Regions from separate parts of the Sus scrofa genome. Here region 2 is linked to region 1. A link is a contact called in public Hi-C data. All regions are on one chromosome and are shown on one strand. The core of a region is the stretch at or near the end of the contact, and the rest is flanking DNA. Distances in the headings are between cores, read along the strand shown.

What was found. A called contact is a pair of places that touch in the nucleus more often than the background predicts.
Region 2: a Hi-C map of embryonic fibroblasts shows a contact between it and region 1, with 2.1 times the contacts expected there. The contact joins two enhancer-like sites. A contact is called at or near these places in 1 of 47 Hi-C or Micro-C datasets (embryonic fibroblasts) and 1 of 2 datasets of contacts at active chromatin or transcription factors (skeletal muscle).

What each region holds. Positions count from the first base shown.
Region 1 is chr13:197,337,773-197,342,905 of Sscrofa11.1, forward strand. It overlaps ITSN1 (intersectin-1), which reads left to right. Exons shown (of 42, transcript XM_021070946.1): 5 at 378-538. Among named protein-coding and RNA genes, the nearest start is that of ITSN1, 39 kb to the left of the region's middle. Within about 2 kb of position 2,044, at least 6 of the 83 cell types and tissues checked have an H3K27ac peak or open chromatin away from gene starts, as enhancers often do. A contact at or near this core is called in embryonic fibroblasts, where this site is marked.
Region 2 is chr13:197,491,125-197,496,257 of Sscrofa11.1, forward strand. It overlaps ITSN1 (intersectin-1), which reads left to right. Exons shown (of 42, transcript XM_021070946.1): 42 at 1-1,413. Among named protein-coding and RNA genes, the nearest start is that of ATP5O, 26 kb to the right of the region's middle. Within about 2 kb of position 2,962, at least 5 of the 83 cell types and tissues checked have an H3K27ac peak or open chromatin away from gene starts, as enhancers often do. A contact at or near this core is called in embryonic fibroblasts, where this site is marked.

The sequences.
Region 1 (5,133 bases), core at 794-3,293:
TGGGTTTTTGTTTTTGTCTTTCTAGGGCCACACTCACTGCATGTGGAGGTTCCCAGGCTGGGGTCGAATTGGAACTGTAGCCACCGGCCTACACCACCGCCACAGCAACTCGGGATCCAAGCCAGTCTGCGACCTACACCACAGCTCACACCACTTCGGGATCCTTAACCACTGAGTGAGGCCAGGGATCGAACCCATGTCCTCTTGGATCCTGGTTGGGTTCACTACCTGCTGAGCCATGATGGGAACGCCTGTGTGTGTTTTGTTCTCCCCAGGCTCCCAGGAGCTGATTCTTTAGCTTTTGTGTGGGTGCGAATGGTTGGGGAGAGATTCCTTTAAGGTCACAGTCATTCTGAGCCTTTGCTGCCGGTTCGCAGGGCGCTGGCTGACATGAATAATGACGGAAGGATGGATCAAGTGGAGTTTTCCATAGCCATGAAACTCATCAAGCTGAAGCTCCAAGGCTATCAGCTCCCCTCCGCACTTCCCCCTGTCATGAAGCAGCAACCAGTTGCTATTTCTAGTGCACCAGCGTTCGGTGAGTCTGACAAGACATCAGGTCCTATGTTTCATTGTATGTTTTTAAAATAAGCATTTCCCCTTTTATCCCTCCCTTGCAGTTTGTAGCGTTGTGAAATTCTAGGAGGTATACTGTCTGAAAAATGACAGCCCTGCACAGAAAGTCACCGATGGAAGGGAAGAAGGTTCACCTTCTACCCCTGGGGGGAGAGTCATTAAAATGAAAAGCAAGGTGCAAATGGCTGGGGGAAAAGGAGCGAGCTTGCAGCGTGCGGCTGGCACCTACATCTGTCTTTCTCTTACTGGATTCTCGGCCCTCACGTTGTTACATGCTTCCTTTTCGCTTTCTGTTTTCAGACTGTCTTTATGTTTCCTCGTGTGTTTCCTTTCATTTATGGTATCTAGAAATATATATTTTCTTTGCAGTAGTGAGGCAACTTGGCCACGTTGCGTTCTTTCTTTGAACAAAATGCCACCAAGGGAAAAAAGGCCTATTATCTGGATCTAAACTATCATCCCATAAATGTCTTTTCAGCAGACGTTTTTCCTACAAATTAAAGGGTCATGAGTTGACCACGATTCCCAACAGTTTTGATTTCTTCTCTGTTCTCACCCTAGACTTTAATTATTTAGGTTGGTTGAAAGATTGCAGTAATCCGAGCTAACATCTCATTCATGGGAAAGTCCTTAGATAGTTTAAACAAACTACGAAAGTTGCAGAGAAGAGTTTCTTTCCCTCTCTCCATCCTGTTCTATCTGATGACTCGTGAGAAACTGGACATTTTGGGAGGAGCCAGTCAGTCATTCAGGTTGGCACTGATACCATTGATGATAAACCGAGGTACATAAATGCTGTGCTTTTACATAATAGATTCACTATTAAAAACAAACTCTGCATTGCCCTTCTCTGGATGACGTTGAGCCACCCATCTGGATTTTTTTTTTCTTTTTGTCTTTTATGGCCGCACCCGTGGCATATGGAAGTTCCCAGACTAGGGGCTGAATCGGAACTGCGGCTGCCAGCCTACACCGCAGCCACAGCAGTGCCAGCTCCAAACTGCATGTGCAGCCTACACTGCAGCTTGCAGCAATGCTGGATCCTTAACCCATTGACCAGTGCCAAGGATCGAACCTGCATCCTCATGGATACTCATCGGGTTCTTACTCTGCTGAGCCACAACGGGAACTCCAAGTCTGGATCTTTTCAAGGGAGAGATTAACAGGTTGGGGGTTAGGCAGGTAGGATAGTGATCCAGGAGAAGAAGGAAAAACTCAAAAAGTCATGTGATTGCAGGGCTAGGAAGAGTGGAAGTGGGCAGTGCTGGAGTCTCCACGGGACCCACCCCGCCCATGGTGTGTTCACAGCACCTAGCCCTCCATGAAGGAGCTTATTTAAAAGTGGAAGTTGCTCTGAATCTACAAGCCCGAAGGGGCTCGTAGCCAACATTTGGTCAGGACCCAAAGCAGCTAGAGGGTGTTTGGTTTGCTTTTGGCCTCTCTTCCGAGGCTGCAAGAAGAAACCTTGACCCTGGAGAAAGGGTCAGGTAACCACAGGCATCCCATTTCCTCTTTTTCTCTCAAACCCAGGGGTCAGTAATTCTTGCTCTGACATTTAATATGTCTTCTCTTATTCCATTCTGCTGTAGGAATTTCACCTCTAGGGATACTGCTGATATATTTTCAGGAGGTGTGGCCTCGCTGCCCAGAGGGTTTTACCGGCACTTGAGTCACCCGCCCCAGCTTCTAAGGGAAGCCAGGACTTCTAAACTGCCCTGCCCATCAGAACTCAACTCTTGGTCTTGGCTTTTCTTTTTTTTTCTTTTTTTCTTTTGTATTTTTTGTCTTTTTAGGGCCACGCCTGCAGCATATGGAGGTTCCCAGGCTATGGGTCGAATTGGAGCTGCAGCGGCCGGCCTACACCACAGCCACAGCAACTCAGGATCTGAACCATGTCTGCGACCTACACCATAGCTCACAGCAACACTGGATCCTTAGCCCACTGATCGAGGCCAGGGATGGAACCTGTGTCCTCATGGATACTAGTTGGGTTCCTTAATCGCTGAGCCACAGCAGGAACTCTTGGTCTTGGCTTTTCCACTGCCTTTCCTCCCATCATTCTCATCCCATCAGCCTTCTCAGTATACTGTTTATTAGAAGGGAATAACAGAAAATAAGAGGTTAAAAGTACATGGTCCTGGACTTCCCTGGTGGCTCAGCAGGTTAAGGATGCCATGTTATCACCACTATGGCTCGGGTTCGATCCCTGGCCTGGGAACTTTCACATGCTGTCGGCATGGCCAAAAATATAAAATAAAATAAATAAAATATGGATACTTAAAAAAAATAAAAATAAAAACAAAGTATGTGGTCCTAATCCTCTTTGCCCAAGTTGACTCACAGATTTAGCCTTTGCCACTAAATCTAGTTCTACCTCTCAGCTCAGCCCAAGGTAACTTTTTTCTTTATCCTTCTGGCCACTTAAAAATAGAATTTATTACCGTTATCATTATTTTCTAATTAACATTAGACATTTCTTCCCCCTTTTTTTGGCTGCCCTGCAGCATGTGGAGTTCCCGGGCCAGAGATCAGACCCGAGCTGTAGTTGTGAACTAAGCTGCAGCTGTGGCAACACTGGATCATTAACCCACTGTGCTGGGCCAGGGATCGAACCTGCGTCCCGGCACTCCCAAGTCGCCGCCAATCCTGTTGTCACAGTGGGAACTCCTAATTAATATCAGACGTCATCTGACCATGGATTTCCTAGCCCTGCGCCTTCTCATACAGTCTTTTATTTGGTCACAGCAGTAACCCTAGAAGTGAGGGGAAATTATTGGCCCTGTTATATAAATGGGAGAACTGAGATTCCAAGAAGTTTGAACAGTTTGCTTGAGACCATGTCTCTGAAAGGGAGGTTAGAGCCCATCCAAACTCCCAGTTTTCCTCGGGGCTCTTGGCTTCCTTGTTACCCTCGCTCTCTCATTATCACCAAGTCACCTGCGTGACATGGAGCCTTGGCACCCTCCCAAGGTTAAGGCAGGTGTTAGCGCCCTGTGGAGTGAAGGCTGGCTAGGGGTCCAGCAGTCATTTGGGTAAGAAGAGGAAAATGGGGTGCAGTGATGTCATGATCTGCCTGAGGGAACCCGGCTGTATTCCAGGACATTCTGTGAGTATGCCTGGTACCTTCTTCCCTCAGTGCATTTGTACACAGCATGCTGCTTCTTTTAGTCTGGACTCAAATGTTTCAAGGGGAGGTTGGTTTTTTTTGTTTTGTTTTGTTTTGTTTTTTGTTTTCAGTTCTTTTGCCAGAGTCCATGGTTTTACTGGATCCAACTAATATTTTAAAGCCCTGACAGTGTGTCCTAGTTGCTGGGAAAATGGTGATGAGCAGGCCATCATGGCTCCTGCTGCTCTGGAGCTGGTTGGCAAGTTGGAGGAAGCAAAGGGACAGACAATTCTATGAAACAGGGTAATATGTTCCAGACTGGTAGGACAGGGTAGTTAGGGAGAATTCTCTGAGGAGCTGACTTAGGGATGAGAGCCAGGCATGGAGAAAACCCCCAGGCAAAAGCGGCAGGTCCTAAGGCCAAACGTGGTGTGTGGGGAACAAAGATGAGAGCCTTGCAGATGAAGAGTCCTTAGGACTTAGGAGCTAAGGTAGGAGCCAGGTGGTTTGGGGCCTGATAAAGACTCTAGGATTTCTTTTTCTTGCTTTCTTGCTTTCTTTCTTTTTTTTTTTTTTTTGGTCTTTTCAGGGCCGCACCTACGGCATCTGGAGGTTCCCAGGCCAGGGGTCAAATCGGAGCTGAAGCCATTGGCCTACACCACAGCCACAGCAATGCGGGATCTAAGCCACATCTGCGACCTACACCACAGCTCACGGCAACGCCGGATCCTTAACCCACTGATCAAGGCCAGGGATCGAACCCGCAACCTCATGGTTCCTAGTCAGATTCGTTTCTAGTGCTCCCCGACGGGAACTCCTAGGACTTCTTTTTCTAAGTGTAGTTGAAGCTTTTAAGCAGCAGTGTGACTTGGTGGATGGACCCTTAGAAAAAAATAATAATCTGTCAGCTGAAGACTGGATTGCAGGGGCCACAAGAGTAGAACCAGGGAAATCTCTAAGGAGGCTTTTTCCCTAGGCGAGAGATAAGGGCGATTTAGGTCTGGGTGGTGGTAAAAGCAATGTGGACAGAGAGTAGAATTAGATTCACGACATCCTGTCTTGTGGAGGAACATAAATCCCACTTTTTTTTTTTTTGTCTTTTTAGGGCCGCACCCACAGCATATGGAGGTTCCCAGGTTAGGGGTCCAATCGGAGCTGTAGCTGGTGACCTACACCACAGCCAAAGCAATGCGGGATCCAAGCCGCATCTGCAACCTACACCACAGCTCACGGCAACCCCGGATCCTTAACCCACTGACCGAGGAGGGCAGGGATCGAACCTGCATCCTCATGGATGATAATCACATTCCTCCCCACTGAGCCATGATGGGAGCTTTGCAAATCCAATTTTGACCATATTAACTTGGGACCTAGATCATTTCCAAGTTGGGAGGTTGAGGAGGCAGGAGAACCTTTGTGTCTGTAACTCTGGAGGGACCTGTCAGCTCTGG
Region 2 (5,133 bases), core at 1,712-4,211, 150 kb after region 1:
GGCTGCACGGATTCTCCTTCTTCGACCTCTAGTCCTTCACCACTACCTTTTGGGCTGCCTCGGCGCTCTTTCATAGAGGTGAAATGTCCCTGGCCAGGACCATCTGTCTCCTGGCTTTTTGCTTTCTCAACACAGGCTCTCTGCAGGCCCCTGCCTCCTAATACTCTGAGTCCAGACTTCTAGACACCCCTGCAAGCCTCCCCCTTCCCTGAGCCACACTGATCTCCTCGATGTCCAGCAAGGGGGCCTTTCTGCTCCAGGGCTGGGCCCTGAGGATAGGAGGACTTTTTTGCAGACCAGCTCTCCTGAAGGAACCATCCATATTCTGGTGCCCCCGGGGCAGGGTCTCTCTGGCAGGCAGGTGGGCAGCATCATCTGGATCCAGGTTGCCTGTGACCATGAGAGCCTGAGGCTGTGGCTCATTCAGATCCAGGGCTGGCCTGACGCAGGGAGAGAGACCTTTCTGGGCTGGGCTCTCCAGGGTTGCTTGAGAGACTGGGGCCAGGCTTCCCAGGTTGACTTCATGTAGTCCCCCTTGATCTCTGATGGCAGAGGAGAAAGCAGTGCTCCCATAGGACATTTGTGTTCAAGGGGGCATTTTTTTCTTCTTTGCTCTTTGAACAACTTAAGCATGACCTAAGTCTATGAAAGTACCTGGTCTTACCTGGTTGAGTAGCACTGAATTTAGTTGAGGAAAAAAAAAAAATCCCATCAGAAAATGGACAAATTGGCCATTTGCATTGTCTTTTTGACCCGGTGCCCCAAACTTCTGTCTCTCTAGGGGTTGCCTGGTGCAAGCATAAAGCCACTGACCGAGCAGGGACATTCTCGGATCCAAAGGGGCTGGAGAGCAAAGAGGCATGAATGAAGTGCTTCCGGTTTTATTTGAAAGGAGGCTTTGGAATCTAGTTGACAGTTTGCCAGTGCTCAGTATGAGCAGAAAAAGACTTCTCTATCTCTCCTCCGTTTTTTTCCCCCTAGTTGGTTGGGCTTTTCTGATTCACAAGAAGAATATTTGTTTTGTGTCTGTAAGGATTTTAAGAATTTCCGTGGGGAACAGCAAGTAGGTTTTCATTTTATTTCAGTTCATTGTATTCTCCCTTCTCTTTGGGGCTGGAGATGAGCTTCACAGCAGACATGGGCACTGTGACAGGGACACGTGCCTGCTTGACGGTGGCATTTCAGACTCGAGGGTCATGTGAGGTTAACGTTGGGTCTGCCTACTCCAGATGCACTTGCCTTATAAATTTAGAACCTTCTAGGCTGGAAAGTGAGGCGATGAAAACAGACAAGGCTGGCTCTCCTTCCTTGGCTTTTAGCATTAGGACTTTAATTCAGGCAGAAGCAGAACTGGTAGCAGAAACTGGTGATGTGCTGAAGCCCTCAGATGCTGTGGTCTGAGCTATCTTAAGAGGTTTTTTTTTTTTTTTTCTTTGCCCCTCCCTTTTTTTGGGGGTGTGTGTGTGCTGCACCTGCAGCATATGGAAGTTCCCTGGCTAGGGGTCAAACGGGAGCTGTAGCCGTCACAGCCACAGCAACACAGGATCCGAGCCACATCTACGACCTGCACCATAGCTCACCGTAATGCTGGATCCTTAACCCATTGAGCGAGGCCAGGGATCAAACCCACATCCTCATGGATACTAGCTGGATTCCTAACCTGATGAGCCACAACAGGAATTCCCCTAAGAGGTATTTGGTAAACAAATACTCCCTTCTCTCTGTACCGAGGGGTGCGGCAGTGCCCTCCGGGGCTTCTCCAGGATGCCGGGAATGGCACAGGTCAGCTGCCAAGACTCACCCTGCAGTGCCCCGAGCCATGTTTTATAGGGGCCACTTTGTATGGTGTCAGTACAGTGTGGATATTTACCGCACTTGGAAAGCAGCCGTTTATTTGAGCTAGAGGAAAGGAACATTCTAGATCTCCTGTCTCCTCACCCTGCTTATTGTTAGATGCAGGATATGTTTGTAGGTCATCAGGCTCAGCTAAGCTATGTAACCTGCTCTCTTTCGCAGCCAAAATCTATTCCTGAGAAACATGGAAAACGCATTCCAGATGAAGGCGAGAAAACCTCTAACAGCTCTTTACCTGGGGAGCATTAAAACCCAGAGGCCAACAGTTGCAAAGTCTTATCTCTGGGTTGTGAGCTCTCAGTCAAGTTCATTCAGGGAGTCCCTATCCTGGGCCAGACCACCCTCCCACGTGGTAAGGAGGGGGCCTGCCTTTGTGGCTTTCACAGCCTAATTGTAGATCTAACTTTAAGGCATTTGAACAGCACCCAATGCTTGTAAAAATTCATCTCCACTTCCAAATAATTATTTCAGTGACATGCAGATTCAATCACTTCGTCCACTAAAAGGAACCTTCTTTCATCTGAACTTTGGGAACCAGATAACACCCACATAGTACATTTTTTTTTTCAACACTATGTGTGGTTGTCATATTTCAGGGTAAAGCTGCCCCTCCTGGATGTCAGGGTGTTTTGTGAGTTGTTTTTAATAGGATTTTGTTCTACTTTCTATACCAGCCTATCTTGTTAAAATCATCTGAGGAGGGTGAATATTTTAGGATTCAAAGCCCACCAAATAAACCTGCTCAGAAGTGGGCTTATGTGGTCAGCCTTGAGAAAAATAAATGAGTGTTTCTCAGATATCTGCTGAGAATTACCCAGTAACCAGGGTTTCTTTTTATGCAGTGGAAAGAATGCATATTTTTCTTCCAGAAACTCTGGTTTGTACTTTTTTTCATTTAAAAGAATAACATGCCTGTGAGGTTGTGTTTCTAAAACTTTCTTCCTTTGCATTTTTCCTCTCCTACTCAAACCCCTTATTTCCTCCTGCTTCTCTAAACAGAATGGGGGCCTGGGGCCAAGAGGGTGATGCAGGAATCAGAGAAAGGGGGTGGCGGCTTTGCAGTGCCTGGTTAAGAGCGGGGAGCTGCCGTTCTACCCACGCTCACCGCTAGGGGGCGATGTCCCTGCTGGAAACTTGCCGGTTCCAAGGGCCGATCCCAGGGCGCTGGCTCCACCTACTGCAGCTCTGGGGCATTGCTCTTGTGTAAATCAAGGACTTGGGGAATCTGAGAAAGAAGGCAGGAGGGGAAAGAAAGTTAGCGATGGACGCGGAACTCGAACACACCTCTCCTGGGATACATGGTGACACTTTGCCTTTCTCTGCTGCTGAGCTTGGAGCCCCCAGTGGTCCTTAGCCTTCCTGTCTTTTCTGCATCTGCTTTGGTGAAGGCCCCAGAGATTTGGGGGCCTCCGCCGTGAGGTGGAGGTGTCCTGCTACTGCTGGGCCCACCCAGGGTGAGTTCACTGGAGGAGGCGCCCCCTCCCCAACAAGGGTTCTAGAAGTCAGGTCCCCTCTGCTTGGTTTGGATAAGAGAGTCTACCTGGAGACTGTCACCTGTGGAATTTCAGATGTAAAGGAACTGTTCGGGGGATGCAGATCATTGCATGGGGTGTGTGTGTGGGCGGGGGTGGGGGGGTGGTGGCCGTGAGTGGATATTTGGATTGACCATGAAAGCAGATAGATCTGACCCTCCCGGAGTTCACACTCATGACACGCTACATAATTTGCGGGCTGAGTGCAAAGTGAAAATGTGAGTCCCGTGTTCAAAATTATGAAGACTTTCGAGGTGATGACGGCAGAGGATTAGACCAGGAACCGGCCCTCGTAAGCACTGGGTCCCGCGTGTGACTGCGCAGGTCAGATGCCCGTGAACCCCGCCTTGGTCACATTGTGTTTTTAGTTGGTGTTCTAGGCAGATGGGGCTTCATCTTTTGCTTCTTCCTTTGTAAAGTCTCCCTGGCAGGGTGCAGAGAGGTGGGCCGATGAATTTTTCAAAATGTGTGCTTGTTAAAGCGCCAACGGTCTGGACCCGTCAGAGGGTAGGGGGCCCAAACCCCTCGTTGACAGATGCGTGGCCAGGGCGTGCTGCAGAGGGGCCCGCGGGCCTTGACCGTTTCACCCAATGACTTGAAATCAAACCCTTCCTTTTGGTCATTAGTCATCCACTGGGGGCTTTTCTTCTCTGAGCTGCTAGGACAGGGAGGCTTTTCCCCGTAATTTACTAGGTAATGGAGCGCGGGTGGAGCGGTGCTCAGTGCTCCTTCCCCGGGAGCCGGGTTGGACGCCGTTTCTCCATCTCCGATCCCTCGAAAGGGGACCGCCGGCTGCCTCCCTGCCGCTGCCTTGGCGCCCAGGTGGCAGGAGGGCTCCTGCTTCTGGGAGGCAGAGGCTTCCCAGCTGGGTTCTCCCCGTAGGATATCCGTGGCTTTGGAGCAGGGGGATGTGAGGAGAGAGGAAAGATCCCACTACCACGGGCCGTGGGGCGTGGCGGGGGTGGGGTGGGGTGGGGCAGCTGACCTTGGAGTTGCCCCTCCTGCCGTGCACTTGCAGTTGCTTTCTTTCGGTAGCATTTCCTAGACCTTGGCTGGACCCTCCCAAACCTTTGCAATTCTGCTCGGTCTTTGCTAGTCAATTTCACGTCTATGCACACAGAGCAATAATCCCATCTATGTTTCTAGATTCAGTCTGGGATTATAAAGTTTACGAGGTAAAAACATTCAGGCAGTGGAACAGAAATGTCAAATTCATCTCCTGTGGATTTGACAGTGTCACTTTGACTGAGATGGCAAACCCTAGCCTTGTTTCTACGGGTAAGGCAATCACGCAAACTACTGAACTTTCAGAAAGCATTTTCTAGAGGCGTTGAATTAATATTGTGTCAGTGTTTGTTTTCCTGAATGAATCTTTTGACTTACGTTTTACAAATCAACGCCCTTCAGATATCATCTGCTAAGGAGTCACAATATGGAAAGTAGATATTCTAGCAAGATCTTTGGTAATAGTACTTATTTTAACACATGCATTTAGGACATACATTGCCAAGAGCCCAAGTGTCTTTGAACCATAAAACCAACCTCAAATCTTGTCTGCTGAAGCCCAGCAAGGTCTGTACCCTTCTGCTCCCCTTCTTCAGAGCCTACCTGGATGGAGAAGTTGGCGGCCACATCATTCATGTCCTATTGCCTTAGCTAAATCAGCTTTCTTATCCTCACAGAAGTAGGCGGTCAACATAATGTGTAAATACATGTATACAGATGAGAATCTGCGGCGAAAACATCC